Linked DNA regions of Anas platyrhynchos: region 2 is linked to region 1. Evidence: chromatin contacts called from public Hi-C data. All regions are on one chromosome and are shown on one strand. Each heading gives the region's core, a stretch centred on a gene start, on an enhancer-like site or on the middle of the called end of the contact. The rest is flanking DNA. Distances are from core to core; before and after follow the strand shown. Region 1 holds the start of NPC2 (NPC intracellular cholesterol transporter 2). Region 2 holds the start of LIN52 (lin-52 DREAM MuvB core complex component).

Evidence for each region. A called contact is a pair of places that touch in the nucleus more often than the background predicts.
Region 2: a Hi-C map of skeletal muscle shows a contact between it and region 1, with 3 times the contacts expected there. The contact joins the promoter of LIN52 here to the promoter of NPC2 in region 1. A contact is called at or near these places in 3 of 8 Hi-C or Micro-C datasets (liver, skeletal muscle and subcutaneous adipose tissue).

The regions. Positions count from the first base shown.
Region 1 is chr5:24,398,907-24,405,042 of IASCAAS_PekinDuck_T2T, reverse strand. It overlaps NPC2 (NPC intracellular cholesterol transporter 2), which reads left to right and starts at 3,320. Exons shown (of 4, transcript XM_027457745.3): 1 at 3,320-3,490; 2 at 3,594-3,701; 3 at 3,898-4,070; 4 at 4,688-5,495. The coding sequence starts at 3,412. The coding sequence ends at 4,774. LTBP2 (latent transforming growth factor beta binding protein 2) reads right to left here. Exons shown (of 35, transcript XM_072038456.1): 35 at 5,702-6,136.
Region 2 is chr5:24,585,404-24,591,539 of IASCAAS_PekinDuck_T2T, reverse strand. It overlaps LIN52 (lin-52 DREAM MuvB core complex component), which reads left to right and starts at 3,530. Exons shown (of 6, transcript XM_027459621.3): 1 at 3,530-3,669; 2 at 3,755-3,829; 3 at 3,916-3,953; 4 at 4,300-4,366; 5 at 5,356-5,439. The coding sequence starts at 3,651. ALDH6A1 (aldehyde dehydrogenase 6 family member A1) reads right to left here and starts at 3,453. Exons shown (of 12, transcript XM_038179530.2): 1 at 3,351-3,453; 2 at 3,161-3,223; 3 at 2,101-2,175; 4 at 598-759; 5 at 1-10. The coding sequence starts at 3,416.

The DNA of each region.
Region 1 (6,136 bases), core at 2,071-4,570:
GTCCTGCCGCAGGCGACGGGGAACTCCCCTGTAGGGGACGTTTTGATGTGGCTGTGTCAGCACGGTCTCGGGGTTGGGAAGAGGCTGAGCCTCTTGTGCCCGTCCTTGAAGTGAAGGCGTTTTGCTTTCGAAAGCGGCAGAGCTCGCCAAAGAAAAATAAGTTGGCAAATAACGCAGCGCTTCTCCACACAGCGTGTTTGCGGTGGGATTAGCTGTGAGGGTTATTTACGCTGAGTAGTACCCGGAGACCCTGATAGGGATCGAGATGCCATTGTAGGGGAAATTACGCAAACACAAGAATAAACTCAGGGCCTGGGCTCAAGGATTTTTTAGGATTTTTCCTGATATTGCCTTTTCTGTTTTGCTTTCCTTTATCAGGTGAGAATATCTAAGTAAGCTCAGCAGTCCCTGTAGAGGTCTGTTTTCCTTTGGATCAGCATTTATGACTGGCAGGGCAAACACAGAGATCTGCATGCTCAGCTTTCTGCGTGCCTCTGCAGTTCCACCTCGTCCCCTCCTGCTCCTCACGGCTCTCCTGTGAGAGCAGGATCCAGCAGGATTGTGCACATCCGAGCGTTCATCTCGGCTTTGGTGTCGAAGGCACTGTTCCCAGATGCAATCTCCATGGTTTCACCTCCTCCTTGGAGCACGGAGCCTGCATTAGTACCAGCACTTCTCATCTCCCAGGCCCCCTCTGCTCATATCTGCTGCCTCTTATTTTAACTTGTGTAGGTGTTTAATGGCTCTTCAATTAACTCTTCGCAGTCAGAGCAAGGAACTCAGGCTTAATAAGAGGCTACATGAATTTTGTTAAAGATACTTTTCCTCTTAAAATACTTCTACCAAGAACATTGCAAATCATCTTGTCTCACCTGACTAAGTCCTGAACTTGCCTGGCAGCCCTAAGCTGAGCAGCCCTACTTAATTTTTCTCTCAAGCCCAACCATCTGACATGTGACAGTAGTCTGGCCTGTTCCTCAGAGATGTGCTCGTGGTTAAAGGAGTCTTATCTCGTTCTTCCTCACATGCTTCTGCTGGAGGAATTCCAGCCCGCAATCTCGTTCCCCCACCCTGGTGGTGTTTGTGGGGAGTCATGCAGTGGCATGAGAGGAAAACCAGTCATCCCAGCAGGATCCCTTCAAGTCAGTGCACCTCGGGACTTGGTGACTGTTAGCTCTCTCACACATCTCGCTCGGAAAAAGGCAACGTCTAGAACAGCCTGACCTCCCCGCAGCCCAACAGTGGCAAAGGAAGTGCTTAAATCCAAAATGAGATCTGCTTGACAAAGTTATTGTCCATTAAGCGTGGAGTTGGCAGTTCCACGCAGAGACTTGCAGTCTCCTGGAAGTAGAATTATTTTCTTTGGCACATGCATAGAAATCAAGTGCGTGGTAAAGTGACTGCAGTAGTAAACATGTAGTTAAGTCTCATGTATATAAATCCTAAAAGCCTCACTCCCACAGTTTAGTGGTGAATGTGTCTGCCAGGCTGAGAGGGGCCCGTGCTTTCAAGTAACCACGTGCTTTTGCTTATTTATACCACCCTGAACATGTAAATAAAGACTGGTTTGGACTGTTTACTTTTTCTCAGTCTGAGGTTAATGATGCTCTCATAAAACCATGAAAGCATCACAGGCAGGGGCCCAGAGGAGCTGGTATCAATCCAGTTATCTGCAAAGAGTTGATGAATCCTCAGATCAGGCACAGTGGAACACTTGATGCTTTTAAAAACATTGGGGGTGTTTCCTGAGTTATTATCAATGTGCTGTCCCAAAAGCAGATGACCTGTGGAGGAGTGAATCAAGAACTCTTGGGAGAAAAGGGGGAGGATGGTGCCTGCTTCCCACACTGTACTGGCTTTTCTTCTGCAGGGTGTACTGGACTATCACGGGTGTTTCATGGCCCCATGCTGTGCCTGCAAACACCTTTGGGGGATTTGATATAGCTTCTTTCTAGCTGCCTTCAGTTTTGCCAGCGTTGAGTGTCAGAAATCTGACATGTATCTTCAAGGCATTTCTGGATGTTGGTCAGACCATTATTGTAGCCTGAGAAAATGAGGGAGAGATGAGCTAGCCTCAGTCAGAGTTAATTTAGTCTAATTAATAATCCATGACTTTGATGAGTGATTCAGGTGCTGGGATCAAACGTTCTGAGTGGCTGGTAGAGGTCTGTGTAACTAAGGAGAAGAGCTATTTCTTTGCACCTTTTTATTATCAGTAATTACTTTTTCTTTCTGCCAGCTATGCGGCAAGGGGGTGTTTTTGTCTCATCCAGAGTTACAGCCTACATTTTATTCCTTCCTAGGCTGTGACTTTGTTGGTTTTGTGGTTGCTGATAGCTTGATGTAATCTGTTCTTAGGTTTGATCATACTTTGTTTTCCTCTCCTTATTCAGGTCTGCGTCCCCTAGGTTTGGGGAACTCCTTTAGCTCTCTTTAAGCACCCTGTATTGAAGAGGTCTGCCAGTGAGCTGAATTCTACAGCTATTCTACTCTCGTCTCCTCTGCAACGTGTATGTTCAAGGCATCTTGTACTTGTTTCAGTGGAAAACTGAGCTTGTTTCAGTGATTCAGAAACAGATGATGCTAAAACCTCTGACATGGCTGTTGAATGCAAGAGTGGCTTGTGACACATTTTAGTGTGAATTTTGATGATCTACAGCAAAAGGAGCGTGTTCTGGCTATAGGAGCGGTAGAAAATGATTAGTCCCTGTATGTGTATTTTCTCGAAAATACAACTTCTGTGTTTGCTGCTGCTACAGTGCCTGCAGGTGTATCTGTTTACTGGGCTACAAGTGCAGCGCTGTTACAGGGATTTACGTTCGTTGGGTGTAGCTGGCTCATAAAGTGGAACCTTAGACTTTTTCCCCGTGTAATGGAGTTGCTTGGACTTCATGAGTGAAGACCTCGAGTGTCAGCCTTGCTGTGAAGACTTTCCTGTTAACTTTCTTTTTCTCCCAGAGTTTCTGTGCCTCACCACAAGCTCCGCGTGACGGCGGTAACCTGGGGGGAAGCTGTGCCGCAGAACGAGGCCGGCCTACAGCTGAGGCGAGCCTTGCTGAAGTATTTTGAAGTGGTGGGCGCCGTCATGGATCAGAAAGGGACACGGGCGAGTTGTGTGAGGCTTGCGCTGAACGCTTCGCCCTGCAGCATCTGAGCTTTGGTGCTAAAACCAGCGTGGTGTTTACACACGGTGCGTGCTAAAAGCACAGGGCAGGCGCTACTTCTTTCGTATACAAGGCCTTGTCCGTCCTGCTATAAACCCAGACTTCTTTTTTTTTATCAACCCGCCCCCGTGCTCCGGGGCGGGCCCAGGGGCGGGCCGGGCCGGCCCCGCCGCGCTCATGTGACGCGGCCGCCGCTGCCCGGCCCCGTCCCGGTCCCGGTCCCGCTGTGGGTCCCGGTCCTGCCGCCATGGTGCCGCCGCCTCTCGCCCTGCTGCTGCCTCTCCTCGCCACCGCCCTGGCCGAGCCCCTGCGCTTCGTGGATTGCGGTGAGCCCCGGCCCCGGGAGCCCCGGGGGTGGAGGGGCCCGGCCCCCAGCCCCTAGGGAGCGGGTGCAGCCCCAGCCCGTGACCCTGCCTCTGCTCCTCGCAGGTTCCAAAGACGGCAGCATCCAGGAGGTGAATGTGAGCCCCTGCCCCACGCAGCCCTGCCAGCTCGTCAAGGGCACGTCCTACAGCATCAACGTCACCTTCTCCAGCAGTAAGTACCGGGTGGGGGCCTCTCTGCTGCCCTGCGGGGTCACCGGGGTGGCTGGAGAGGGGCTCTGGGGGGGGAGAAGCTGCTGAGGAGCAAGAGCACTGCTCAGCGTGTTCTCTGTGGCCTCCACACAAGGCCGTAACACAGAAACGTGTTTCCCTGCTCTGGTGCCGCACTCACACTTTTCCGTGTCCCGCAGAGATCGAGAGCCAGGGCAGCAAAGCAAAGGTGTACGGCGAGATGCTGCACGTGGACATACCCTTTCCCATCCCTGAGCCCGACGGGTGCAAGTCTGGGATCCAGTGCCCCATTCAGAAGGGGCACTCCTACAGCTACCTGAATAAGCTCCCCGTGAAGAGCGAGTACCCTAGTGTAAGTGAGCAGGAACCCAGTCTGCTCCTCAGAGCTACCTTTGTCCTGGGGCAGTCCCACAACCCACCTCTAAGGAGTGATTTCTTGTCCTCCGGTAGTAGGGAGCAGGTTAGAAGAGTTCGGGCCACCTAGTGTCACTTCTGCTATGAGCAAGCTTCTGTTTCTAGTTCCTGTTTTGGGATAGATCCAGTGGAGGAAGCGGCCTAGCTCCAGCTGCTCAGAAGTGGTTTCAGCTGCCTCAATATCTGTCTCTTGAGTGCTGGTTTCATACGTAGCCTCCCCGCAGAGCCTGCTGCTCTCAGATTTGGGGTGTTCAGCTGCAGGATGCAGTTCGGTTGGGATGCCGCAGGTTGTTTCCACTCTGCTTATTCGGAGAGTGAGGTTCTCAGTGCAGCGTGTGGAAGGCTCTTGTGTCACACAACAGAACCCTCCTTCCGTGTAACATACTGCAGGAGTCACCGTGTGTGGCCTACTTAACGTGGCCAGGGCAGTGCCCCAGCTCTGTCCTCTTTCCACAGAGCTATTGGGACTTCCTTGCTCAACAGATGATTGAAACTGCCCTCTGTCCTTGTTTTGCTGTCTCCTAAATGCTCTCACTTCCCTCTTCTCTCTTTCAGATTAAACTGATTGTGAAGTGGGAGCTGGTGGATGACCAGGACCAGATGTTGTTCTGCTGGAAGATACCAGTGCAGATCACCAGCTGAGGAGCCCTGCTCTTAGTAGGGCTTGGGGAGGGGAGAAACAGAAAGAAGACAACACAGGCCAAATTCTTTTATATAAGTATTTCTTACTGCTTCCTTCAGGGCTCTGCAGCCTCTGAGCAGCTAGTACTGTGTTCCTGCAAGCTCAGCTGTGGGCAGAGAGCCCTCACTCCTCTAAGAGCCCTCTGGTGTGTTCTCACAGCAGCTCAAGGGGGAGCAGTGTCTGCTGCTGTCACCAGGAGAGACTGAGCGTTAGGGCATTGTCCTCCGGGTTCTCTGTGGAGGCACTTCAGTTGTTTGCAGTGGAGCTGTCTGTCCTCACAAAGAAGTTTCTCCACAGTGAACCTGGCTAGTGTCTGAGCTGCTACCTGGTAATCCTTCAGTGCCTCTTGTAGAATGCTGGCTACATCCACCCTCACCCTCCTGTGCTTTTCCTGCTCCACTGTGACCGGGATGCTTCTGGGACCTGTGTTTTCCACCCTTACAGCCGAAGGAGAGGGACGAAGAGGAGGTTTTTCCTGAGCTGGCAGCGCGGTCCTGGGCCAGCAGGACTGTGGCTGGGAAAACTTCCTTTTTGTGGATGCAACGCCAAATGGCATTCAATGTCTGCAGGGATGATTCTTTCTCTAACCAATGGCTTGCACTGTCAACCAACCGGGAGCTGCTGGGAGCTCCCGAACCTCTTTTTATAACTTTCCTTTTAATAAAGGCTAAAGAAAAACGACGTGTGCTGTCTTCTGTAGGTAGAGCTGCGAGCTCCTTTGTGTGTGAAGGAGGTGGGTGTGAGCGGAGCCCCTGGGGGCTGGAGTTGGCTCCCGCAGCTGGTGCTGGGCTGGGACAGATAAGCGAGTGTTTGGCCTGGCAAGGCTCTGCGAGGGGACGCTGGTATCCCTTGGCAGGGGGAAGACAAGCACGATTCTGACCCAGCCCCAGTGTCTTGAGCCACAGGGCCCAAAATAAATGTTTTATTTAACAACATGAGAGAAGTTTCCAGCAGACTCGGTTAAAAAAAAAAAAAAAAAAGTCACCATCAACTTTACAGAAAAACGAAGCTGGAACCTCACCCCCCTGCCCACTCACCCCCAGCCAGTGCGGGCAGGGGTGGGGAAGCGCCTGGGGCGAGCCCCCCGTGGGGTTCCCCCAGCCTCTGTGCCACGTGGAGAGGGTGGGCAGCAGCTTTGGGGAGCCGGGGCTGTCCTCCCCAGGGCAGGACCCGTGGCGCGGGGCAGGCTGGCCGCTAGCTCAGTGCAGCAGTGATGCTCGCCCTGGGGAGGCGAGCCCAGCCTCTGTGGGGTGCAGGGAGGAGCTGGGGCTGCGTGGCAGGGGAAGGCGTCCTGCGAGCCCCCGCGGTGCGTGGCACGGTGG
Region 2 (6,136 bases), core at 2,281-4,780, 190 kb before region 1:
AAATTTCTTTCTGAAAATGGAAAACAAAGTTTATGAGTGTTACTGGAGAGCCTGCCATGACATAGAGTGCAGGGTTAAGTTTACAGAGTGCTGAACATCAGCTGAACAGTCTGAGTAGACCCTGGGAAAGCCTGCATGGGCTGATTTGCTCTTTGTGGACAATAAGCCATTAAGTTGCACAGGCGATATTTAAAAACAACAAGAACAAAAAACAACTGTAGGTTGACTTATATTCTATTGCTTTCACATGTCACAACAAGGACACAAAAATTTGTGGAATCCAAAAACATTTTAACATCCTTCTCCCACTTGTCTTTGTCAACTGGCACATTCTCCATCCAGGCTAAAAGTTCCTCCTGTGTTTTTTTGGTAAAAGGAACAAATGCAGAATAATACTCCTGAAGAAGCACTGCTTCTGTTCCCCACATCTGCCTGGAAAGTGCTTTGCCTCACCTCTAAATGAGGGTGACTCTGTCAGCTCAATTATGGTAGCAAGACCTCATCAAGAATTCAGTTAAAGCCCGAGTCTCTCAATGTCATTCACTGAGTCAGCTACAAGGCATTCAGCAACAGTCATCACACATAGATGTGTCTCACCAGATTGTCTTTGATGAGCTGTTGATAACGCAGGAAGATTTGCTGGCGACTCAAAACAGATGTTTCCGACCAGTTCCAAAAAGCCTTTTTGCAAGAAGCCACAGCCGCCTCCATCTCACTGGGTGTAGCTTTCGGTACGCGAGCAACCACTTCGTTGGTGGCCTGGTGGAAAAGAACAAATTGCATCAAAACTCCACTTTTTCCAGCTGTGCCTGACAACCATTCAACAGTACCTTACACCACATGCTTAATATCCTTATTCTAAAAGGAGATGTACTTCTCATGGGGAAGGAGAAAGATTCCTTCCCTGGAACAGGCAAAAGGCCTGGGCTACAACAGGAATTCTATGTATTTCCTAGTTCTGAAAACCTGCCCTCTCACATCTCAGAATAGACATGCAGAAAGCTGTAAATGCAGTGCTGGCTTCCAAGTTGGAGTTGAAGTGACTTGTCTGATATATTTTTCAGCTTTTAGAAAGGTTTCTGTGGCCTACAGTCTTTTCCTTCTCTATCGTCTTGGCTCATTTGCTCTTGTGCATTAAACAAAGCAAGGTTGCTTTGCAAAGAGCAGCATGTGATTGTGCAATTGACACTGATCTTAGTTTACCTAGGTCACTAGGCTGAAAAAAAGATCTTTATGAGTAACCTTAGTGCTATAGTATTTTAGCTTTTAAGGCTTGTCTTTGTTGGTTTGACCTCCTTCTCACGCACACTTAAAAATTAAGTCTGCTTTGACATAACAAAACCATCAGGTAGGTCACTAAGAGAGAAGCTACTTAGGAAAAAAAGAACACTGGTTGCCCCAGAGTGACCGAATGAGCTTCAGGAACACAGCTTGCAGCCCATAACACTTCCACAAAGCACATCAAAATAGGTCTTTACAGAGAAGTTTTAAAAACTGCTGTCCAAATGCTTACTGCAAGGGTCAGAATTCTGGGCCCTTTGGTGCAGGACTCAGGCAAGTGCAAGTGCTACTCATCTAAGCTCATTTTGCACTGCACAGCATCCAGCCTCTAAATCCACAGTGAATATCACGGCACAGAGATGGAAATTTTCTCAAAGGAGAGAAGCTTCAGCTGCCAAGATTTTTACCTAGGACCGAGAGTGAAATTGATCTCTATCAGGACTTTACATGCAGCTGGCATCAAATCGTATCAGGTTGCACACATACGGGGTGAAAGGAAGCCGCCTGAAGTTCTGACATACTAATCACAGAGCCTTTCCATGAGCAAAATACAGTAAGCAGGGTTTAAGCTTCCTCTTCAGAGATCAGGCTTTTACTACACAGGGGAGATAAAGAAGGTCATCACTTTCCTAAGACTGACATTTCATGCGAAGAGGAAACTGAGAAGCAATTACACGGTGCTAAATCCATCTTAAGCTCCACGACTAAGCTTTCTCAAGACAGACATATACTTTCCCCTTTCGCCAGACGATTCAATGGAAGCACAGACCCTTGCTGCACAGCGACCGTTAGTATATAAGCAGCGGCTGCTTCACTCACTGGGTTGTGGATATCGATCCATTCTGTAGTTTTGGATTCAACAAACTTGCCATCGATGAACAGTTTGGTTGTTGGCTGTGGAGGACAAAACGCAGGCCAGTGAGTGATCTTTGTCTCAAGGTGCCCACGTGCCAATGTGCCTCATTACATGTAGGTCTTCATTTACCACTAAGCCTCATTTTTCCCCCACTTTCAAGCAAAATGGCTAAAGTTCTTTCAAAATCTGGTACAGAAAAAGTACATTGCTACTTATGTTCAGAGCTGTTTCAATCTATTTAAACACTATGTTACTAAGAAAATCAAAAACCCGCAATTCATAAATGTTTAGAAAAAAAAACAGTTAATAATTCACTTTGTGAGGATTCCACCCACCCGGTACAAACTGTACTACGTTCCTTTCCCATCAAACCACTAAGCGGGTTCATCTTTCAACCTCATAGCTGCAGGCACTAAGCTGGCCTTTCCCTGCCCCCCTGTGGTTCTGCAGCTGTGGGTGAGGAACCTGTGGGTGCTGAGTTCACAGCGATCGGATCGTCCTGGCAGGCAGCACGGAGGGAGGACACCACTTCCCAACTCACGTGCAGGGGAGAGGAAAAGGAAGGTTTGGGATAAGGGAGGGGGAATAAGAGGGTTGGGATGCCATTCGTGGTGTAATGAAGGGAGATCAGGGGGAGAATTCGGAAGATAAATGGGGCTGGCTTGGACAGGTGCTGGCAGCGAAAGGGGATGAGTGGGAAGAAGAAGGACAGAAAGGGCTGCAAGAAGCTGACAAAGCGGGACTGAGGTGCGAGCTGTCGCGAGGCTGGTAAGGGATAAGCAGGGAGGTAGGAGCAGGGCAGCGGGTGGAAAGCAAATCCCACTGCAGGTGGTTACGGGCAGGGCTGCGCTTAGCAAGGCACAGACCCTGCGCAGCCCCCGGAGGGGAGCTCGGGCACGCCAGCACCTGGCTGCCAGGCGAGGCCCCGAGCTCGACGCCTCCTCACAGCGCAATTTTGGATTATTTGAAAGGGGGAGGAGCCCCCCCACGCCCCCACCCCCCCACACCCCCCCGGGCACTCACCACAGCGGACGAGGAGGAGGCGGCGGCTGAGGCGACCCATGGCGCCCCGGCTCTCCGCGGCAGCTGCCAACACACAGACACGGCGCGGTCAGGGCGAGCTCCGCACCCCCTCCCCAGCTCCCTCCCCGCCGACCCAAAACCCCCTCAGGCTCCCGGAGCCGCCCCCGCGGTCCCGGCCCCGCCGCCTCACCCCCAGCGCCAAGCGCCGCCGCCCGCCCCAAGCCCCCCGCGCTGCCGCCGCCGCCGCCGCCGCCATGCCGGCCGAGGGTCCCTGCCCCCCCCACACCCCCCCACCCCTCCGCGGCGCCCCCTAGCCCCGCCCCCTGCTCTCCCATTGGCCCGCCGGGCTGAGGCCACGCCCTCTCCCCGCCCCTCCTCCTCCACCGCCCCCCGCTCCGGGCCGCTGATTGGCTGCGGGGGCGAAGGCGGGATTTTTATCCCCCTCCCCTCCACACTCCCCCCCTCGGCTGTGCTCACGTGACGCGGCAAGATGGCGGCTGCCGCGGACGGTGAGGCGGGGGGCGGCGGGCGCGGGCTCCCCCTCAGCGCTTCCCCCCCCTTCACCGCTTCCCCCCTCACCGCCGTCTCTTGCAGGCGCCGACCTGGAGGCCTCGCTGCTGAGCTTTGAGAAGCTGGACCGGGCTTCCCCGGACCTGTGGCCCGAGCAGCGTGAGTTTTGGGGGGCTGTGGAGGGTTTGGGGTGTGTGTGGGGGGAGCCCTGCCCGCCCCGCTCACGGCCGCTCTCTGTCTTGCAGTGCCGGGAGTCGCCGAGTTCGCCGCCTCCTTCAAAAGTGTAAGCCACCCGCTCTGGGTCTCCTCTGCTGCTGCCCGCCTCCTGGCCGAGCCTCCCCTCTGCAGCCTGGGGGGGAAGGAAGGGCTTTAAGCCTTAGGGAAGCCTCCTCTGGGTCCTCTCATTGGTTTGTGGGTGTCACTGCCCTGCTTTAACCCCTAAAACGTCCAGGGGAAGGTAGAAAACAAGGTTAAGCGTTAAACTATCCCCACAGAGCTCCTGGAACCCTCATCTTTCCTGTCAGTTAAACTGGCCTTAACTTCTAGGTTAAACTTCCTTGTATGTTCCCAAAGATGCCCTGGTCTGAGCACGGTCTGTTTTCTGCTTCTTCTTTTCTTTTCCAAACCAGCCCATTACGAGTTCTCCTCCCAAATGGATGGCTGAGCTGGAAAACGATGATATAGATATGTTAAAGGGTGAGTATGGGTGCTGGGGGGAGTAGGGCTGTCAAAGCAGGTGGGAATTCGGTGCCTATAAAAAACAAGGGTTAAAGGGCTTGCTTCTGAACCCTTCCGGACGTGTAGGGATCCTTCTGGGCTGTTCAACATTTCTTTCAGAGTTTTTGTCCTGGATGTCTAACAGCTTGTGCTTTTATTATTTTTATTTTCATTATCCCATTAATTTATTTCACTTCTGAAAGCAAGAAACTCCTATCAGTGAGCCCTGTGGCTTCTGATCTCTAGCCTTTGTATTTGCAGAATCTCCAGTTTAAGGATCTAGATTAGCAGTCTCTCTACCTTGTCAATTACTTGAATTTTTTGTTACTCCTGTCATCTCCAGGAAAATACCCTGACATCAAAGGCTGTCTGTTTTTTTCAAAACAAGCAAGTAAGAAATAGTTAAACCTGTGTAACATTATACGTTATGTTATGTAGTAGGTGTCTCCTGTTGTTGAGAAGAGGCATAAAGGTTTTTTTGTTTTTTTTTTGGTAGACCCCAAATGATTAAGCTTGGTGAGTAGCTTAGATTTGTTGAGTGGCTTGTTGAATGATGCTGTGTGAGTGTGTTTTCACTCTTGTACCTGAGATCTCCAGTGGAATGGTTGTTTGTAAGGCTGTATGAAAAGCTGCAGAAAGGCTAGCTAGCATATGGATTTGCTGCGTATTACAGGCATTTGTAGTAATCTTCCTTGAGCTTGCTCTTCTTTCTCATGTGAATTCCAGGTGAATTGTTCTGTGAGGGAAGTAGGACAAACTGCTTTTTATATGGCTATAACTTTTTGCTGGTTCTCATGTATGAGGTGTAAGGATTAAAGAACACAGTCTGTGCAGTTCAAACTGAAATTGTAGGAAGTATTATTTGAATGCTCTGAAATAGTAAACGTATAAACTGCCAGACTAGAGGTCTGTAAACAAGCCAGAGGTCTACAGACAGTGTTAAAAAAGGTGGTTTTCTCTCCTTTTAGAGTTGGGGAGCCTCACTACAGCTAACCTGATGGAGAAGGTTCGTGGCCTGCAGAACTTGGCTTACCAGCTGGGATTGGATGAATGTAAGTTCTATGTATGGATGTGACCGACTGTGGTGCAAATCTTCCCACTAAAACATGTGCTTGTGGTACACCTCTAGTTGGAAAAGGGTGTTGACAGATTTGGCAAATATCTCACAGTTGTGGAGGTGCAGTAGGAGATCTGATTGGAAAGTGTGCTACCCTGAACAAGTCTACCCTGGGTGCAATGAAGACTAATGGGGTGCATTTAGAATTTCTTATCTTTGGGTTTTGACTTCTAGTTTGAATGTTAAGGTCTAGTAATGTGATAACACAGTAATTTGTGACCTTCAGAAACAGGGAGAGGGCACCTGCACAACAGAATGCCTGCTGCTCCAGCTTACGGTCTACCTGTGTGGGGGAAAATATCTTAGCAGTAATTATCAGATACCACTTTGACTTATATTTGACTTAAATAAATCAGGTAACTTTCCTTCAGTTCCTGTACAGATGCTGAAGGTATTTCTTTGAATATTTGTAGCAGTACTTTTGTGAAACTTTGTGTAATGCCTACACCTTGAGACTTGTGTGTAGGATTTTGCTAGCCATTAGTGCTCATGCTTCTTCCTGTTTCTGTACTTGCTGTATTTTTTTATAGTCAGCTGTAGCAGGAGGTGCTGTCGCTGCATTCTAAAATTGACTTTCATCCCACTTAACCAACAACCATTTTTTACCAATTTTTTTGAAGCTGCTGCTTTCA